Regions from separate parts of the Danio rerio genome. Here regions 1 and 2 are each linked to region 3. The links are chromatin contacts, called in public Hi-C and Micro-C maps. All regions are on one chromosome and are shown on one strand. Each heading gives the region's core, a stretch centred on a gene start, on an enhancer-like site or on the middle of the called end of the contact. The rest is flanking DNA. Distances are from core to core; before and after follow the strand shown.

Region 1 (2,700 bases), core at 70-2,569, 190 kb after region 3:
TCATAATATTATTTATGTAATATTAGAATTTTTCTTTTAACAAAAAAGCCCAATCAGAAAAAGGTATGATTCAGTTTTGCTAATAATTTTAATCGGATTTGCAGTGTAATTTAGTACTGTTATTATCATAGTCAGCAGTGGACTTAATAAATAAGGGAGGTAAGCAGCCGCTTAGGGCCCCGGGGAAGTAAGGGCCCCCCACAAATACCAAGAAGCCTATATTAATCATATATCTCTTTTATAAATGTTCTATTGTATGCTGTAATTTTAACGTATTTAATGTAAAGATATTAACGTTACTACTTCTTTTCAAATCCGCGTGCACCGCATGAAAAATGGAATGTTCCTTCCATACCAACACCAATCAGACCTGTCTGGGCTAGCTAATCAAGCTCTTAATCCGCGGTCACATCGCACTTTTCACCCCATAGGCTTCCATTCATAGCCACACAAATGCGACAGACCAGAAACGCAAGCTTGTGCAGCAAGTTTCGTAGTTCGCTGCATTGCAAAGTTCAAGCTTTGTGAACTCTGACCTGCAAAATCGCATCACTTGACTGCGTGAGACCAATCGAAGATAAAAACATGACCTCTCTGGACAGAAATGTAAAATATGGACCAATCGCTCAGTTTTTTTAAAATGTCTAATCATCTTGTTTAAACCAGCCCCTTGATACGACAGAATTTTGCATGCTCAAACTCTAGTGTGACTGTGGCATTACTGGGCTTTCTAGAAACATCCATGTAGGTGTGTTGAGGCAAGCTGGAGCTATCTTCAGGACACCAGCCCTCCAAGACCAATGCTGTACATAGTTTGTAAACTTATTTTTTAAAAATATATTGTTTTACTTTAAGAAGATAAAGCTTCCTTTACTTATTATATATATATATATATATATATATATATATATATATATATATATATATATATATATATATATATATATATATATATATATATATATATATAGCCTACTTTTTAGCATAAAGATTATTTTTCAAAAATGTTAGAAAATAATAGGCTAAATATTTTATCTGACATTGCATCACTGGCTGCAAAAAACACACTAGAGTGAAATTACCCTATTACTAAATGTGAAAAAGGAAATGGAAAATGTGAGTAATTTAGACGTGATGGCGAAGGAATTTACGAGCTCTTCTACTATGGCGAAGGGGAGTATTATGAATATTAATAAACGTAATATGATGTAGGTCTGACGTTAGTAAGTAGGCGGTGCTCATGTGTAATGTCTTTGCGCTACCTCATGAATAGTAATTAGTTAACAAGCATGAATATTCATGAACCAGGCATTTCGCCATTGTGATTTGTTTGTGACTCAAAAGAAGAAAGCGACCACCGAAAAGTAGCAGCCACAAGCAGGAAAAACCCCCGCAAGAACCACGTAAAAATAATATCTAAAAGTCTTATACACTAAAGGAGAAGAGAAAAGTTAGTGAAAACGCGGAGGGTTTGGGAAAATGTCAGGAACAGAGTTTGACAAGGTGTTACTGTACAATTTATCCGCGTCTGTTATGAATGACTTCACTCGGGTTATGGACTCGCTTTCAAACTCAGACTGGATATCTTTCGGTAAGATTCATGGCTTTGTGTTTGTTTTTGTATCACAATGGTGCTGTGTTCATTTATTTAAAGTTTAACCTAACTCCAGTGGATATGTTGATTAGCACACTTGCTAACATCAACTGTAAACTCGCTTAACGTTAGCCATCTCTTCGCTTAGCTTAGTCGAAAGGTGAAATATTTTCTTTTTAAAGCGAATGTTTATTTAAAGTGCAGATTAGTGTTGATTTATTTGCCCTGGTCTGGTTAATAGTTAGTTTGATAGTTTTTAGTAATTCGTAATAGTTTTTTATGTGTCAGTGTGGGTATTGTTTTGTATTCATAAGTTACTTTTATTATTATTTGTGTGTGTGTGTGTGTGTGTGTGTGTGTGTGTGTGTGTGTGTGTGTGTGGAAATTACACCTTTAATTGAGTTTGTTTTATGACTTAAATAATTTCAACTTTGATTTATCATGTTATTAGTCAGATCTCAGCATCTAACCTGAATGAATGAACACAACAAGAATATACACACTATTAAGTACTATAGAAATGTATTGAAAACACTATAATGTTTTTCTGTCATAGTATAGTAAGGTACTTGAATTAATCTGTTGTGGTAATTCTATTCAACTACTATATTAAAATGAACCAACTGTAGGATATATTACACTACAATACACCACGGTTTACTGCAATATACCAGGCCTGTAGCCAGCCTGGTGAAAGGGATTGTTCTTTTTTTTCTCAAAAAGTGGACGTTTTTGCAGTTATTCGGTTCATTTTCTATTTAATTCTAAGATTTATATACTGCTCTATTTTTAGCTGAATTTATCGAATTAGTAAGCTTGTTGGATGGTCATCATAACCACACTTTTTGATGTACCAAATATTTAGAATAAAGAAAGATGACAAATATTTGTTTTTAAAATAGACATTTATTACATCATATATCATTAGAAAAAAAATAGTTTTAATAATAATAATTTATAATGATAATAATTATCATTTTGATATGATAATAATAATAATCATTTAGAGCTTTAATAAGTTTCTAGCCTCTCTTATAAAAAGTGCTACACACTTTTTTTCTGGTCATGTTTTCTTTCAAGAATAATGTCCAAGATGTGTAGAATAA
Region 2 (2,700 bases), core at 127-2,626, 220 kb after region 3:
TTTTAAAATAATTTGTGCACTTACATTTAAAGAATTTGCCTAGAATCAACATTTTTAAACAATGTAGTCTTACAGTAACGAAACTAGTTACATTAGACTTTTTTTTATCATTACTGTAGTCACTACTTTTCATTTTTGTGTAATTTGATCAGTTACCTTTAATGTATTTGCCTTAAATACTGTAAATAAATTCAACAATTTTGGATTAATTACCTCTGAGAAGCAGTATATGTATATATATATATGCTTCTAGTTGATCATTTGGAAAAGTGGCAGAAGGTTGTTTCTTTTCGAATAATTATTTGTTGAACTGCATCACAATCATCACAAATACATAATACATGTACATTCATAATAAGACCTATTGGAACCTGCATGCACCCAAGATTGTAATAGAAATCTGCCAAGTTTGGTGAAGAAAACACTCATGATTTGGGGTCACATTCAGTTTGGGGGGAGGGTGTGTGAGAGATCTGCAGAGTGAATGGCAACATCAACAGCCTGACGCATCAAGATATTTGTGCTCCTCATACTTCAGCCTCCACATCAAAGTTCCTGAAAGCAAAGAAGGTTGAGGTGCTCCAGGATTGGCCAGCCCAGTCACCCGAAATGAACATTATAGAGCATGTCTGGGATAAAATGGAGGAGGCATTGAAGATGAATCCAAAGAGTCTTGATGAACTCTGGGAGTCTGGAAAAACGCTTTCTTTGCCATTCCAGATGACTTTATTAATAAGTTATTCGAGTCATTGCAGAGATGTGTGGATGCAGTCTTCCAAGCTCATGGGAGTCAGACACAATATTAATTCATTTCCACTGCACCATGACTTTATACTCTATACTGGACATTATTCCTGTTAAGTGATAAGCCTTTGTCTAGGCAAAGTCAGACCTTATTGTCCTAATTAAATTATTTAAAAATCAAGGCATGATCATATTTTATTTTGGTCAAATAAGCCTAATCTAGAGGCCTTTGCCTTTCATATAAGCTACTTCTGATACCAAATGATCAACTAGAAGTCAAGTTATTATTTAATGTTCCTAAAACTTGGATTGTCGACAAGACTTGTAGTGTATTTTTGAGGTAATTACTTTAAAAAAATATTTTATTTTATACATAAAATATTAATTATTATTGTGTTACTTTTTAAATAAAGCTAATTGATCATGTCGATTTAAAGTAACTCAATTACATATTGTGTAACTTGGTTCCTTTTCAGATATAGTAATGAAAAATTAGTTGAAATTACATTTTAATGACAGAATTAATAATTATTTAGGACTGCTTTTTTGAAGTAAGTTACCCAACAAAGCATCCAACACTCATAATATATTAAGGTTTATTATAAACATAATAAGTTGAAAGGCAGTAATGATTCCTGTGTTGATGCTGGGCGCGCGCTCTAGAGGCTGAAGCGCTGGTCAGAAGATGGCGGCTTCCTGGGCGGCATGAAAAGATGTAGAGTTAGACATTTCTACAGTGAAAGACGCACCCAGGGTTGAATTCGTTCTCCGAGTCCTCCCTCGTGATTTTTAAATTAAGTTAACGAATCGGAACGAGTAAGTATTTGGTGCCAGGCAAATGACAGAATCCGAGTATTTTGCAGCTTTCTGTGACGGCTAACGGTACATCCGCCATTTTTCTTGAGGGAAGCTAAAGCGAGCAGCCAGGGACGAAACCAAATCTGAAAGTTACTCAACTGTGCATCTCGAATAAAAATAAATGCCACTTGCTATTCTAACAGTAAATAAACATGAAACGTGTAACATTGTTCTCTGTTGTGCCACATGAGTATGTAGAAGTTGCAGTGTTGTATTGAGCTATGTAGCATTGAAGCTAACTGGCTGCCCTATGGATTTCGTTGAACAGGAGCTAACGTCAGTGTGCTATTGCGGTTAAAAGCTAACAAGAGGAGCAGCCAATGTAAGTTGCTACTTGGTTTTATCGGCGCAGGTTTGTAGAAAGAAAGTGTGTGCTTTAAAGGTTTCACGATGTGTATTATGTGTTAATATGCGCACGGATCACTATAACGCTGCGGGATTTTCTTCCAGAGGGGTGGATTGTTTGGTTTGTTTATCAAGATGGCGGCACCCAGACCAGAGAGGCATGAAAAATCCACACAGATCACAGAAACATTCATTAACCTTTTTACCCATTTGTATCAACGCGCATTTTTAATACATCCGTTTTCTGACCCCTTTAACTAATTTAAATATTACCCACGCGATTTAGTATGCGTGCCTTTATTAAAAAAACTATTTTATTCTGCTGTCAAATTCTTTAATTTGATTTAAATGTTTTATTTTGCCATCATTTGCTTAAATGTGTTTAATTTAAATCTCTTTTTTGTTCACCGCCCACTTTGTCTCATAATCAGCAAATTGCCATTTTAATATTATTATCATCGCTATTTTCATCAGCCTTTTTATTCAGTAACGTTAGCTTGTTTAATGTAAAGATTTCTAACTTGCATTAATTATTATGTGTATTATTGTTATTCTCACCTCCCATTTCATTTCGCTTGATTTTAACACTTTTTCCGCCGTCCATTTTATTTTATAATTATATGTATTATTATTTACATCAGTGCAGCTTTTATTATATAGCTTGTATGATAAAAACTATTTTATTTTCCGACACCCATTTATGACTGCTCCCCCCGCCCATTTCCATTCACTAGCTTGGTTGTGTTAGCTTAG
Region 3 (2,700 bases), core at 134-2,633:
CTCAAAAATTTATGGATTGAAAAAAAAGTTATTCTTCTCTGAGATGGATAGATGGAGTGACAGATGGATATATAAATGGATAGATGGATGGATGGATAGACAGACAGACAGACAGACAGACAGACAGACAGACAGACAGACAGACAGACAGACAGATAGATAGATAGATAGATAGATAGATAGATAGATAGATAGATAGATAGATAGATGGATAGATGGATAGATAGATAGATAGATAGATAGATAGACATCAATCGATCGATCAATAGAAAGATGGATGAATGGATGGATGGATGGATGGATGGATGGATGGATGGATGGATAATTTAATATGTGAAATCTGTAATATTTTGTGAACGTTTTCCAGTTTTCTGTTTTTGAGCATTGCAGGTCGAATGAAATGAATTAAAATTCTTTATTCATAATTATTTGGATCTATAATTATTTGTTTAGTATGCATATACTCAGAAACTTGAATAAGTCGAACATTTTTGTTGTTTGTTTGTTTTGTTGTTTTTTTAATATAATAGTACACAAAAATATTAATGAATCAAATTGAATGGTGCTTCTAATTATTGACTTTTCCAAAACAGTAGCCTTTAGTATAGGAAAATAATAGTAACGGTTTTTCATTAAAAAAGCAACACCACTGCCATTATGTAAACAAACTCTGATATATAATGAATGAAAATGAATGACATTTTTGTTAGTTATCATCAGAAATGATGTTGATAAAGAAACACGTCAGTTGACAGACTTCTTCGTCCTCTACGGACCTTTAACTTTTTTAATTGATGCGCAAGTGTAAAGTTTAGTTCCATCCAACAGCTAATGAACGCAAAGGCAAATCAATTAATTAATGTTTAGTTGATGTGACACTGACCTGATGAGATTGACAGATTCTGCTGAATCCAGTATTACGTAGACGGTCTGAGGACGCTCGTGCCCCTGTTGCCCAGGTAATGCCACTTCCGATCTGCCCTTCTCGGGTCTGACAGAAGGCAGGCTGGACATTTTTTTTTCCAGAAGTCCACCAATAAAATGAACAAATAGCAAAATTAACGAGTTAGAATAACTGATATACACCGATAGCAACCTGTGAGCGACAGTAAGGCAAGCCGGTTGTTTTCTAAAGAGGCTAAAATAGAGGACTGCAAGAGGACTCTCGGTTAGCGAGAGATGTTTACTGCAACCGCTAGTCGTTTTTTCAAATTCCCGTATCGATGCGTTCTTTCTTTATCTGTCTAGACTAGAGTTTGATGAAAAAATAAATGCGACTTAAGAGTCTAAAGTCCGTAGTTCCTCTATCAGCGTGCGACTACTGTGCAAACGGCTATATCTCGCTCTCTTGTCTCTTCACCGTCCACTGAGAGAGTAAATCTGACCGGAAAACCCCACAGTGACGCTCCATGATCAGCCGAGTGAGGACTGACGGGCGAGCGGACCAATAGCCGCGGAGAAGGGGTGGGACTTTGAACTTGTCAGCCAATAGACGAGCGAGAGCATACTTGTTTACTTCAAGCATTAGGTCAGCCTTTGATATAACATTACAAACTATTTCGTCATCCTTTAGATTTAGGTGATACATCTCTGTGTGATGTCAAGATGAAACGAACACTACAATGATAAAGCGTTTAAGTATGAATACTGTGGTTTAAATGTACATATAGTGTGGCATTTTCTTTAAATATCTGTATATTTATTAATTTAGGTGTAATATTCATAGTGTATACACAGGTATGTGTATTATTTTGCAGAATCTTCCAATAGGGAACAGTTTTTTAAGCATTAGAGGCATACATATTGAGTGTGTATACATGTAGAGAGAGAAAATATTATTGTGTGAGTGTGAATATACATATATATTATTGATATGATTAGCAAATCACTAATAATACAATACACAACATTAGGATAAGATGCAATCAAAATGTCACGCTATTTTTTGTTCTTTTATTACTTTATTTCATAAACATTTTCATGATCTTGCACAGATTTCATTGGGATATTAACATACAATGGTACCCAGTGGCCTGCCACTAATTGAATCAACAATAATAATTATAATAGTACTTGAAATAACAGTAATACCCATTATGTGTACAATAAACCAGGTTTCATGAGGGAAAACAACGGTATGTATACTTGTGCCATATAGTGTGATGTTATCGCTAATGGGCTTGGAAAAGAATGCTCATAATGCAGCCATTTTGTGGTTGTCCGAGAGCAAAATAACATTACGTGAACTGTCCTTGAGAAGATCAGATATAAGGGCTATCTGGCAATGTTTTACACATCCTTCTCTGCTGGTTTGTTGCAAACGTGCATAAAAAGTCAGCAAAAAAGAAGACAGAAACAGGTCAGGAGGTTGGCATGCTGTGATGATGCCAGAAAGCAGAGGAGAAGGAATGGTAGATCATCGCTAGACAGGTATAATCATTAACATCTATGAGCAAAACAACTGCCCAAGCCTCCATTTCTCTATTTAACTCCCATATAAAAGAATCCAAACGCTGGTTTACAATAAATATGTTTCAAAGTTTGGCGTTACAAAGTAATCTTCCTCACGGCAAAAGGGAATTGTTGCTAAAAGTTATAAAAATGAACAAGATTATACCACTCAAGTCAAAAATCCAGCAACAGATTACATCATCATCATCATCATCATCATCATCATCATCATCATGACTGTGCTAGTGT

Evidence for each region. Hi-C and Micro-C count contacts between places; a contact is called where the count stands out from the background.
Region 1: a contact with region 3 is called in a Micro-C map of caudal fin, with 6 times the contacts expected there. The contact joins the promoter of irak1 here to the promoter of tfe3a in region 3. A contact is called at or near these places in 2 of 18 Hi-C or Micro-C datasets (caudal fin and hematopoietic stem cells) and 2 of 4 datasets of contacts at active chromatin or transcription factors (caudal fin and embryo).
Region 2: a Hi-C map of hematopoietic stem cells shows a contact between it and region 3, with 2.6 times the contacts expected there. The contact joins the promoter of hcfc1b here to the promoter of tfe3a in region 3. A contact is called at or near these places in 2 of 18 Hi-C or Micro-C datasets (embryo and hematopoietic stem cells) and 2 of 4 datasets of contacts at active chromatin or transcription factors (embryo and gastrula embryo).

Annotation. Positions count from the first base shown.
Region 1 is chr8:9,137,548-9,140,247 of GRCz12tu, reverse strand. It overlaps irak1 (interleukin-1 receptor-associated kinase 1), which reads left to right and starts at 1,319. Exons shown (of 14, transcript XM_068223097.2): 1 at 1,319-1,591. The coding sequence starts at 1,480.
Region 2 is chr8:9,101,709-9,104,408 of GRCz12tu, reverse strand. hcfc1b (host cell factor C1b) reads left to right here and starts at 1,376. Exons shown (of 28, transcript NM_001128537.1): 1 at 1,376-1,560.
Region 3 is chr8:9,326,296-9,328,995 of GRCz12tu, reverse strand. tfe3a (transcription factor binding to IGHM enhancer 3a) reads right to left here and starts at 1,383. Exons shown (of 10, transcript NM_131848.2): 1 at 884-1,383. The coding sequence starts at 1,014.